Regions from separate parts of the Mus musculus genome. Here region 1 is linked to region 2. The links are chromatin contacts, called in public Hi-C maps. All regions are on one chromosome and are shown on one strand. Each heading gives the region's core, a stretch centred on a gene start, on an enhancer-like site or on the middle of the called end of the contact. The rest is flanking DNA. Distances are from core to core; before and after follow the strand shown. Region 1 overlaps Aopep (aminopeptidase O). Region 2 has its middle 21 kb from the start of Aopep.

Region 1 (6,210 bases), core at 2-2,501, 330 kb after region 2:
TTTTCACTCTTCATTATTTGATAACCTTCATTTGCTAGCAACCTCCATTTTTACCCTCAAAATAATGCAAACAAGATTCACATTCAGTGTTCTAGCTAGTCTTAGGTTTAGGCAGTTCTTTAAAGTTCGATTAAAACAAAAACCGATGTGGAGAACCATTTTTCTGCTGCCTCCAGCAGCAGCAGCAGCAGCAGCAGCAGCAGCAGCAGCAGCAGCAGCAGCAGCAGCAGCAGCAGCTGTTTCTCTTTAAGTTTCTAATGCGTGGAAGGCACTTTAGTTCTGTCCGGAGGTCCCACAGACATTACCCATGAACGAAGAGCAGGCTTAATACGCCTACCCTGCCTGTTGTGTGAATCCCAACAGGAAAGGAAGCCCTTTCCTGACAGGCAGAGAAGACCATGGCTTCCTTTGGCTCCTGTTTCTGTTTCTCTCTGGATCCTGAGGAAATAGAAGTTCCTGCTCTTGTTTGGGGAACTTCTCTCCATGGTATCCTTATCTCACGCTATCGGCAAGAATCTTATAAGTGAAAATTCACTCAATGGAGTTTTATTTTAAGTCTCAGAGTGGTGCCTGTCTTCCTTCCGTCCACATGTGTCCTTTACCTGTGGCAGGCAGCCATGGACCTGAGTGGGTGGCCTTCAGGCCTGCAGGGTAGTGGTTGTGCTTCCTGGAGAAGGTAGCAAGGAATTTTCCAGATTCAGAGTACCTTATACAATGAAAGGTGTTTTATATCCGTGAGGTCACCCTTCACCTTCTGCACATGACTCTCAGAGGTCAGCGGCATTCTGCCCTGGCCCCTGGCCCCTGTTTGGGTTGAATTCCAGCCAACAAGTCTCCAGCCTACAGGAGAATTTGAGATTTTTCTCCCTCCCTCATTTCTTCTGTTTTGTTCTGTGTAAACAGTTCCTGCCAAAGTAACATAGACAAATATAGCAGAGAATGCTTTTCTGGAAGATGCATGCTCCCAAAGCATTTTTTAACCATTTTTGGGAAGAATTGATCGTTCTGTGCGTTTCAGACAGACTGAAAGAGGCGGGGAGGCTGTTGCTATAATGGAAGTGACATCATACATTATTGCCCCATTGATCCGCTTTTAGTCTCCAGCCAGGATAAAAGGAAATGGCACCAGGGAGGAAGCATGCTTCATTTAGGCTCAGATCCCAGAGTGATAATGGGGTAATAATAGAACTCACGCCACTGTCAGTCTGTGGCTGCATTAGTCTCAGGCTCTCTCCGTCTGGAGCCACACTGACTTCCTTCCCCATACAGCCACTGCTGTGCGCCAGCTGGGCGGCCAGGGAGGGGCTCAAGGGCTCCCCTTGGCCTTCAAGGCATGCCAGCTGCAGTCCTGATGTTTGTGCCTGGGGAAGCTTCGTGGTGAGACTTGTCTTGTCTGTGGCATTCCTAATCCGGGAGGTAAGTCTGCTCTTCTGCATTGTGTTGTGCTAATGGAAGAGAAAGCAGGGGCTGCAGTTGTGTGGATGGATTGTCCTCTGGGAGGGAGCTCAGAGTGACATCCATCCCTGCCCCCACCCACTCCCACCCCTGACTCCTGTAAAGACACTCGGGCTCCTACAAGAGCCCAGGGTTGGTTTTCTTTGTGCTGCTTTTACATGGGTCAGGGCTGGGGGTTAGAAATTTCACACTTTCTCTTCAAGAAACTTTAAAACTTCAGACTTGTGCCGCTTTCCTCAATTTCTAAGTCGTGAGGGTGGGGGCAAACGAAGTTAACTTTTTTCTTTGTGTATTTCTTCAAAATTAACAACTATGAAATCTTAAGTGTTAATGGCAAGAGTACAGATTTCCACCGTCGTTAATAACGCTTGCACTTGATTTGCTTCCCGTTACATACTGCTCCGTGTGTTCATTTGAGTAAGTTTTACAGGGCTGTGCTGTTGATTTTAAGTACCTATCTGATTTGGGCAGCTCATAGCCTTATTTTGTCTTGCGTTTCCAAGGCAGATGCATTTTTGCAAGGCCTTCTCTACGGGAAATAATAACATATATCATTGTTTATGAAAAGAAAGAATTTTCTCTCCTTTTGCAACTGAATGGTGGGTGTCAGTCTCACAGCAGGCTGGTCTTGTAATATATCACGCCGGCTTCCCTGGGGCCCGGATGCTCAGGGACACTGCTGTTTTTTCTTGATGACTCCATAGTACATCTGACACCCTCTGTGTCCCTTGCAGTACCTCCGTGATAGCACACAGATGGACCCAAAGTTATGTGAAAGTTCATTTGACTTCCCTGTGAGTGGAAGTGGGATGTCTCCTGTGCCTGCTGCCAGGACAGCCCACTGGCGGCACAGCACTGCCTCCCAGCACATTTGCAAGTACTTGAGATCGTTCAGTCACTTTGCAAGCATTTATCGTGTATTATTTCTTTTCTGCTGTAGGGTGGCTCGACAGGGAGCAAATATGTATTTTACAAAGACGTTCACTCTATTAAAATATTTTTCCTTTAACATATCCTCTTTTCAAGTCTTTAATCCTTTTTTTGTGATATAATATTTACTTGTGAATGAATGATAGTTTTATTAAATGTGGCTGAAAACAGCATTAGGTCACAGATTTGTCTTTCTTCATTGTTTAGAGACTACATTTTCCCATGGATTGGAGAACCAGGTGGCGATAGGTTGTTTACTAACAGAGTGCTTCCTCTCAGTCCATTCTACAAAGACCAGACTAGCACAGTTCTTCCCGCATTAGGAAGGAATGTTCAGCATGGCTGTGCCTTGTGTCCTGCCTGCCTCTGAACAAGCCTGCTCTTGCACGAGAGTGTCTGTACCCTACTGAATGGAGGAGGATGGATTCCTTGGAGGGGTGTGTACCCTCACTCTTTCCTGCCTTTTAATTAGAGCCAGATAAACTTGGGAAACAGCCCTAAAGGTTTGAGTGCATATGCACTCCCCCTCCAGCCCTCCCTCCCATCTCAGTTGTCCAACTTAAATCAGGGGGCTTAGCTCTAAATGTTTCCATTGCCTCAATTTTGTGACAACAAAAGCTTTCCGTGATCCTTTCGATTCTGTTCGTGTGGGGTTGTGAGCTTTCTGCTTGGAAGAAAAACACTGCGCAGGTGTAGATCCACTTGGGCTCCCATGTTAGCAAGTCGCAGACTTTTAAGCTGGAGTTGTGTTCAGTGACTTAACCCAGGAGGGATACTCAGGTTAGGCATATGGGTGACTTTAGCCACTGACTGCCACAGCAAAACAAGAGAAGCAGTGAGGTGGCTAGAGGTAAAGGGGCCTTAATTGGGGCCCGAGGGAAAACACTGCGCAAGAGGGTGTCTAGCTTGGCCTTTGGACAAAGCGTGTATTTTAGGGCAAAAAGGAGAGGCATGAGGAGAGAAGCTGAAAAGTTAATGTCTTTTGAGTAATAGAAATTGGCAGTTAAAATCATGGTATTAGTAGGCACCCTCTGATGACCTAGTGTTGGCCTCCAGAAATTTGGTTTGCTTAGAAGGAATTATCAGGCATAGTTAGGGCTGAAGGGGTGCCCAGTGTAGAGAAGGTGGAATTTGTATAGAGTTGTAAAACCCTGATATTAGCATGAAGCTTTTTCAGTCAGTACAGGCGTTAGCTTTAGCTTTCTCTCCACTCTGCTGTTGCGGGGTGAGATGGCTGTGGGGGGAGGCGCTCCCAGTGAGCTCCGCACCTGTTTGTTCACAGGCACGTCATTTTATGTTTGTATCACACGCAGACTTCTCCCTCTCACTGCCCTTAGCTGCTGTCCCACCGATTTGGGTATTAGGAGTGAGAGTAACTATGTGCTTAGGTGTCTGTGCTATTGTGCTTGTCTGCAACCTATAAAGTGTGTTATAGTACGGCAGGGATTATAATCAGACTGCTCATGAAAGGGAGGGGCTATGAGGGGAAGCAGTTGTTACATTGTGAACACGCACTGTTACACTGTGTTTATTTTTCAGGTGTCTGCGGGAGCCTTGTAGGCCTACATGGTTCAGAAAGAAATCTGAACCTACCTCCGCCTGGTTAACTCTTGTGAATTTGCCTAAAGTTGGATGCACTCTTGAGTCCTTGTATAGCCAGAAACACTTCTTGGCATATGTATGCCATAAAGGCAAGGCCATCCATGAGGCATTGTGACATTAAGACATGTGCCATTTTAATCTTCTGTAAGCACATACCCAACATGATAAACCAGGGAAAACAGCTTTGCCAGACCCTGGGATGCGAATCTTTAGGGCTGTAGACAACCCTGATGTGTGAGGAAAGTCAGCAAGTGCTCTCTCCATTCTGCAGACATTAAGAGGGCAGGGGTTTCCCTGGCCCAGAGGTTCTTGCTCAGAACCTTGGTATTAACTTCTTGTTGCCTACATGATATTTCAAGGGCTGTTTCTTTTGTCCTCAGCTTTCTCCAGACCAGATCGTCTTGCTTTTGGAGTGGCTCTTAGAGCAGAAGACGCTGAGCCCTCAGACACTGCACTGTCTCCAGCAGACTTACCATCTCCCAGAGCAGGATGCAGAGGTAACACAGTTGAAACTGTTGGTGCCCACTGACTCCCGGGAAGGCAATGAACCCACTGCAACCCCTGTCTGTAGCTGCTGCTGTCTGTAGTATGACGCCATGTGCTTGCTTTAGGAGTCAAGGGCTGGGCTTCCAGCAACACTTCAGACAAGTGCCTTCTCTTCTCTAGGGGTCTCCAGTGGCCAGTTTGTACATGAAATGGTTGGAGGCCTAAGTTTTCTATCTTACTACGTAAATTATAAAGACAGATACAAGTCCCCCAAAAGCTTGAGCTACATGGTGGAGTTGTTTGAATTAAGACTTGGGCGGGTCATTTTGTGCTCTGGTGGTGCCGCCTTTCCCTTGTTCATTAAGGAAACTAAGCTCAGATGTGTGGGAGCAGCTCGGCTGCATTCAGCTAGGACAAGAAAGAAGCCATGTGTAAAGGAAATGAAAAACGAATCTAGCAGCTATGGTTTAAAAAGTAAAATTGGATGGTTGTGGTAATGCAGTATGATGTGAGCCTTTATTTTAGTTTATTAAGAACACAGTACAGGTCCTAGATGAATTCCAGGTTTGAGAAAAATATAAAATCATAAATATTTAATGTTTTTAATCATAAGAAAAAGTTCAAAGAAAAATGGTCTTGGACACAGAGCTCTAAAATACAGAGAACATAAGAAACCTTAACTGAGTTTTCTATGCCCTGCAGTCAGCAGCTACTAGCACCTGGAGCATTAGGACACTGGAAACTTAGCCCTCCTGAGCAGGGTGTGCACAGGTATGAGGTGCATGGGGGACCAAGGTGCTCGATACTCATTACAGTCTATTTTTGAACTTCTATTTTAGACCAGTTGGCTTATGTGAAATGTTATAGTGTCTTACACTGACAAACAATTCCTTAGTAGCTCACCGGGAAGGTGGACTTTGTTACACATTTCCAAGTCCATAGACTTAGGAGCAGTGGAAAGAAGTTCTTAGGGAGACACTGTTACCCTTTACCACCCATGTATCAAATTTGTTTGTTTCTGCTCCTAGCCCTTTTGTTTATCAGAGACTCCAAATGCCAGACTTATTTTTAATTAGTGTTTGAAAGACCTTGCTATTTATAGGCAAAGGATTGTGTTTTGACTGGTTGGATCCCACTGGAGTCAGGCTCCTGCCAGCCTGCACTGGCTGGGTGGGAGGGTCAGAGCAGGTGCTGAACACCTGTCCCTTGATGCCAGGAAGCCATGAGGCTCCAATCCCCTTCTCCCTCTTCCTACTGGCATGTCACACATCCTGTCTTACCTTACACAGCCAGGTACAGTTACTGTGTGTTCCTTAAACCTTTGAGAAGGAGGTAGATGTCTCCCTTTTCTGGAAATATCAAAAACTATATCTCACTGCCCAAAGGCAGATGACTTGATTCTGCTGTGATCCTTGGTGCCCAGATGGACTAAATGTATCCTGGTTTCCTTTACACACTCTTGATCTGACTGTAGCATTTACACTTAACATCTACACACTGAGAAAGAAATGGTGTACTCGAGTCAGGCTCACCCATAGGAAACTTGCATTTATTTGTCTGTCAGCTCATTGGGTAAACAAGGTAGCCTCAGCCGAGGGCTATGAAGGGGTGATACAGGGTGAAGAGGAGACACACAGGGCAAACATCTCTAAGCCAAGTATTCAAGAAAGGCCCCTCAAAGGAAGCAACACTGAAGACAAGAGGAGATGGCTACACAAGACAAGAAAGATGTATAAA
Region 2 (6,209 bases), core at 2,443-4,942:
GACTTGTAAGAAAAGTCTTGAATTGCTTCTTGGTGTTCTAGGAATCCAGCATTTCTCTCTGTGCAAATATCACACTCCTACTTGGGCACACCAAATGGAGACTTGGCTCCTCTAGAAGCATCTGTTTGCTAGGAAGAACAAAGCCTACTCGCTGAAAAATGGCCCTAACTGTATGGTTTTCCAAACGCCTCTTCCCTTAAAAGTGACTTGGGAAGAATGTAATGTAGATGATGCAGCCTCGTGGTACGGTGTGGGGCTGGACTGGTGCCATGTTACATGGCTGTGTTTTACAAACAAACAAACAAACAAACAAACAAAAAAACAAACCCAAAAGGCTCGCGGTGAGGGTCGGGCAGAACACAAAGAAAGGAAGAGCAGACGCTGCCTGGAAAGAGGATGTCAAGACAGGGGATGGTACCGGAGAGTGTAATTTAATGCCTTTTTAAAAATTTATGTGAGTCTCTTGTTTTTCTCCTTGTCATCTGTGTTCTGAAGATAGAGAGTAAATCAGTGGCTTAATGACATTTGCAGGAAAAAAAAAATGACTGTAACCCAGTGTACCTGAAAGCTTATAATTTTCCTGGCCGGCCGTCTTGAGGTTTATTCCTTTCATTGCATTAAAAATGGAGACTAATTAAGGCAACTGGGGCTAGAGTGGGCCAAATTGGATTTTTCTTATGGCTTTGCCTTCGTCTCACAGAGTGATGTCATTAAACACCCGGGCTATGAAATGTGAAGGACAGCCTGTTTCCACCGCAGTATAGATCACGAAAGAATGCAAAGGTAATAGACCACAGAGTGCCGTAAAGCTTTAAGGAGTTTAAAAAAAAAAAAAAAACCTCTGCGGAGGCCATGCAGAACATGGGGGCGTGGGGAGGGGTTCTTCACTTTGTAAACGGACCTCAAGAAGGGGAGGAGAAGGTGGGTGGGAGAAGATGCCTTGCCAGCACCATACACACAGGCATTCTGCAGACGGTTTGATCTGGGTGCCTTCTGAGTGGCCAGCCATCATTCCTAGCCGTCAATATAGAATATGGACGTCAATATAGGGCACTAGGGTTGTCAAACTGCACACCTACTTGGCCGACTTACCCGGTCCAGGCGGCTTTTGAATCACCAGTTTATATTTTATGACCATTTAATATACATTTATGACTAAGAAACCCCTAGTGTGCTTTCAAAGTAACGATGTATTCATTAAATATGCTTACTTCATCTGTTTCCATGGGCACTGGGATTTGAGGGGTTAAGAGATATAGTCCACTAACAAAATTTGACTAATTAATGATGGTTAATTTTTGTTTGTTTGTTTGTCTTTATTTATTTATTTTTTACTTATTCGCTTTACATCCTACTCACTGACCCCTCCTAGTCACCCCTCCCACAATTCTGCCCCCATCCTCCACTCCCTTGTCTTCTGAGCAGGGGAGGCCCCCCCCTGAACATCCCCCCACTCTGGCACTTCAATTCTCTATGAGGCTAGGCACTTCCTCTCCCACTGAGGCCAGACAAGGCAGCCCAGCTAGAAGAACATATCCCAGATACAGGCAACAGCTTTTGGGATAGCCCCTGCTCCAGTTCTTCAGGACCCATATGAGGACTAAGCTGCACAGCTGCTACATATGTGCAGGGAGGCCTAGGTCTTGCCCATGTATGTTCTTTGGTTGGTGGTTCAGACTCTGAGAGCCCCAAGGGTCCAGGTTAGTTGCTTCTGTTGGTCTTCCTGTGGAGTTCCTATCCCCTAGGAGCTATAGTCCTTTCTCCTATTCTTCCATAAGAGTTCCCAAGCTCCATCCAGTTTTGTTTGTTTGTTTGTTTTGTTTTGTTTTTTACTTTTGGGAACTCCTGACAATGAGTATCGGGGAGTCTCTGACTCTTTTGCCTGCTTTTGGGACCCCTTTCCTCCTACTGGGTTGCCTTGCCCAGCCTTACTGTGAAGGTTTGTTCCAGATCTTATTGTATCTCGTGCTCTATTCAGTGACATCCCTGGGAGGCATGCTCTTTCCTGGGGGTGGGGATGGGGGAGGGAGATGGATGGGGTGGATCTGGGGGAGAGGAGAAGTGGGGAGGGGACTGGGAGGGGTGGAGGGAGGGGAAGCTGGAGTTGGGATGTATTGTATGAGAGAAGAATAATTAATTAAAAAAATCGAGTATACATAATAAGGTCAATTACAACATTTTATACATGTATGTAATATATTTAAACAGTCTCTCTCTCTCTCTCTCTCTCTCTCTCTCTCTCTCTCTGTGTGTGTGTGATGTTTAAGGACAGTAACCTTGAAGGAGGGATAATACCCAGAAAAGAACAAGATTCTGTGAAGTAAAATGAGATTAGTTTGGCTAGAATAGATTGGCGTTGTACCAGTCTTGTATTGTCTTGGATGCTAAGCTAAAGGTTTTAAACTTTTTTTTTTAATTATTAAAAAAAACATTTATTGAGATATCATTGACACAGAAAGAAAGCTGTACAAATTTAATATATACATCTTAGTGAAACTGGGCATACTTACATACCACGACACTTAGCACTACAACCAAGTCTACAAACATCCATTAACTTGTTTTTATAGACAGTGGGGGATATGAAAGGCTCGAAGCAAGGGGCTTGTATTATCCAAGGCTATTTTGTCATCAGCAACAGGGAAGCCAACTCGCCCTGGCTTAAACAGTCAAGCGAGTCTCTTGGCTTACATAATGGAAATGTCTGCATAGGTGCTGGCCTCAAAGAAAGCTTGATCTGGCAGGCCCAAACAAGGATGCAGAAAGCTGGAAGTCCAAGGTCTTGGTTGCTGTCTGTCTTAACTGCATCCTCAGTTACCACATAGTTCCTCCTTCCTGTCTGCAGCAACTCCAGGCCCAACGTGTCCCCTTCGGAGGAAGAATGACTTGTGATATTGTTTTGTTTGGCTCGGGTTTTGCACTTGTGGAAGAAGGCAGAAGCATGCTTTCCTGACAAATGCCCTTTGTGTCTCCAGGGCTAACATTGGGTTATTGGTTAGGTTGACTGGAAATCCAGATTTTTATTGGCCACCATAGCCTACCTCTGGAGCAGGAGGTAGGACAAATTCTGCCCCCCAGCTCCCAACATCAACTTGCAGAATGAAAGAGATTTCCTGAGAGGATTTTAAAGTGCTGCCAGCAGAGAAGAACTCTTGGGTGGTCAAGGAACAAATATCCACTAGTGGAAATAAAACTCCAAAATAATTACAAAGGTAGGTTTATGTGAAAGTTAGGGCACTTTCCTCTGACCAAAGAAGAGCAAACTATCCAGTCAGCCACTTTCTCAGCTTCCTGTTAACGGTGCACAGGTTCCAGCTTTTCTGTTTCAGAATCATCAGTCATCTTGTCTATAAAACCCAGGGTCATTTTCTCAAACAGAAAGAGTTCTTGAACTTGACAACAAAGGAATTTTTCTCCTGGAGATGCTAGTGTTTTTACAGAAGTCCTATTTGCACGTCCCAAGCTCATTTTACACTGACCAGCCAGGAGAAGGCAGCAGGTGTTCAGAATTCATGAGGAAAACTCGAACAGTTTGGAGGTGGACTGTCTTTGTGTGTGTGTGTGTGTGTTTAACTATTAGCTTTCAGTTGCCACAAAAGCAGATTTTGACATGACTTAAAGGGGGAGAAAGCAGCTACATACGTCATTCTCTATAGAAGTACGTATTTCCCCCCCTGTGCGGCTCCAGTTGCTGCAGACCGGAACCCAGTGTTAACTACAAAACTATCTGGCATAAATGAGGAGCAGGTCCAAGCAGCCTTCCAGATGCTTGGCTTCCTTCGGAGGAGTCACAAACTGTCCTTGTCATTTACAGTTCAACACCGCAGATGCAACTGTGAGGGCTTAGTCTATGTTGATCCCTTTCTGGATGAGAGGGGGTACGATACCAGGTGTTCCCCACCGGGCTTCCAACACAGGAGGCTCAACTTGGTCCACGCGCCCGACCACTTGACCCTCTGCCCGTGTACCAGTGCCCTAGCAAATGAATGTAGTTCTGGGATTGTGTGAAACCGGATGGACTGGAAGAAATCCGCCAATGAGAAAGGCTTGATGGAGGGAATATACCAAGTTCCCCAAAAGGCAAACGGGGCTGGAGTCAGTCCGTTATAAAGTACATCTGCGCTTAATGTGACTCTCTAACCCTACAAGGGTCCTCTGTATACTCCGAAAGCTTGCAGTTCACGGTAACAGGCTGAACCCTAATGCCTCTTGTCTGGAAAGGAAAATACAAGTTCATACCAGAAACAGAAAGAAAGCAAAGCAGGTCACCCACTCCCAGCTTGAGTTTATCTGTGCACGGGCAGCAACTGCTCTGTGAGTGTGCTATGCTAAGTGCTCTCCTCTGAGATGGAGGAGTGTTATTGATACTAAGACCAAAGCCTCCGGCTTTCAGTGAAAGCAGCACCCTCCCTCATTACCCAAGTAAATGGCATCCCATTCTGAAATGCAGCAACTGGCGTGCATTATACCGAGATAACATTACAGTGTCTGAAAAGACCCGATACAGATGCAAAGTGACATGAAGTGAAAAATGGTGAGTCGTTTATAGTGAGATAAATGAGCTTTAGGTAAGAGGGGTCAAGGCTGGGAACCACAGGAAGCCAGGAGGACAGGGAGGGGGTCTCTGAAAGGCCGGGATTAAGGATGTGGGCTTGGACCTGATTTTCCTCTTCCTTTCCCATACCTCCCCCTTCTAAAGTATTTGTTTTGGTAGTTTGAGTTTTTCCGGAGTAGTTTCTAAAGTATTTGAAACACAAAATGAGTATGAACAATTCTAACTTGACTTTCTGAAAGCTCACAGAACCATTCATGTTGAGAACGTGGATTGCTTTTCCTAAAGAGTCTGAACATATCTTTGTATTTCAGTAGCACCATCTTTACGTTGGAGTGTGCGTGAGGGGGTGTGCAGCTGAGTGTTGATGTGCAGGTGTGTCCTTACAGGAGAACAAGTGTGTGTGAATGTGTGGGTGGAGGCAAGAGGCCAACCTTGGGTATCATTCCTAGGTGCCATCTCCTTTGTTTCCTGAGACAGGCTATCACACTGGGACCTGGACATTGTCAATTATGCTGGCCCTCAAGCCCTTATACTCCCTAGGTTGCCCCTTAAGCCCTAGGGCCCGCCTTTCTCTGCCTCCACAGATTTTTACATAGGTGCTGAGGATTGAACTCGGGTCCTCATGCTTTTTAAAGAAGTACTTTAATAACTCATTTGTTTATTATTTATTATTTATTTATTATTTATTATTTTACTCTATTTCTAGGCTGGACTCAAACTCATAGTCCTCTCATCTTCACCTCCTGAGAACTGGGATTATGGAACACCATGATGCCAAGTTTTATGTCTCTTTTTCATTACAGTCCCTGTGCACACAACAGCAAGCAAGGTTCTGCAGCTCCTGCTGGAATCAGTGTCTTCAGCTGACCACTCCCCCCACTCCGTTCTAAACAGCGTCTTACTTAGAGTTTTGCTATTGTGAACAGACACTATAACTCAGGCAACTCTTATAAAGACAACATTTAACAGGGGCTGGTTACTGGTTCTGAGGTTGAATCCATTATCCATATGGCTTGAAGCATGGCAGCACCCAGACAGGCACGCTTGTGGAGAAAAAGCCACGAGTTCTGCATCCTGACCCGAAGGCAGTCAGAAGACTGACTCCCATGTGGTTAGGAGGAGGGTCTCATTGCCCACCCCCACAGTGACACACTTCCTCCAACAAAGCCATACTTACTCCATCAAGGCCACACATCCTAATAGTGCCACTCCCTGGGCCAAGCATATTCAAATCACCCCAATCAGTAAAAATAAGATTTGGGTACTTACTTCTTCTGGTGGTTTGTATCATATTTCCAAGTTTATTTCTCAATTCTTTGATTTAACTTTAGAGTTTTTTAAAAAATAGGTGTATGTGTATTTGTGTGGGGCTCCATGAGTTTATGTATATCACACACATATGGGTGTCCACTGAGACTCTAAGAGAGCTCCACATCCCCTGGACTTAGAGTTATAAGTGGTTGCGAGCACGGGTGATGGGAACCAAACCCAGGCTACTGCTAGAACAGCAAGTACCCTTAACCACTGAATCACTGCTCGCCCAAACTTTGGACTATTTACCAACTCTGGTAAGAAAAGTGTTGGTGTCTATTTGGCTCTCTTCCAGCTCTTCCTTCAGCTCCCACTGTTTATCAGTTAGATGAGAATTATCCGG

Evidence for each region. Hi-C and Micro-C count contacts between places; a contact is called where the count stands out from the background.
Region 1: a contact with region 2 is called in a Hi-C map of muscle stem cells, with 2.1 times the contacts expected there. The contact joins two enhancer-like sites. A contact is called at or near these places in 5 of 484 Hi-C or Micro-C datasets (MC3T3-E1-derived osteoblasts, bone marrow-derived macrophages, cortical neurons and 2 more), 5 of 115 datasets of contacts at active chromatin or transcription factors (acute myeloid leukemia, craniofacial prominence, embryonic stem cells and 2 more) and 2 of 9 other capture datasets (adipose tissue and pancreatic islet).

Annotation. Positions count from the first base shown.
Region 1 is chr13:63,277,775-63,283,984 of GRCm38.p6, forward strand. Aopep (aminopeptidase O) reads left to right here. Exons shown (of 16, transcript NM_001289926.1): 14 at 4,368-4,484. Among named protein-coding and RNA genes, the nearest start is that of Gm16907, 16 kb to the right of the region's middle. Within about 2 kb of position 1,252, at least 194 of the 459 cell types and tissues checked have an H3K27ac peak or open chromatin away from gene starts, as enhancers often do. A contact at or near this core is called in acute myeloid leukemia and muscle stem cells, where this site is marked.
Region 2 is chr13:62,940,794-62,947,002 of GRCm38.p6, forward strand. No RefSeq gene overlaps it. Among named protein-coding and RNA genes, the nearest start is that of Aopep, 21 kb to the right of the region's middle. Within about 2 kb of position 3,693, at least 25 of the 459 cell types and tissues checked have an H3K27ac peak or open chromatin away from gene starts, as enhancers often do. A contact at or near this core is called in acute myeloid leukemia and muscle stem cells, where this site is marked.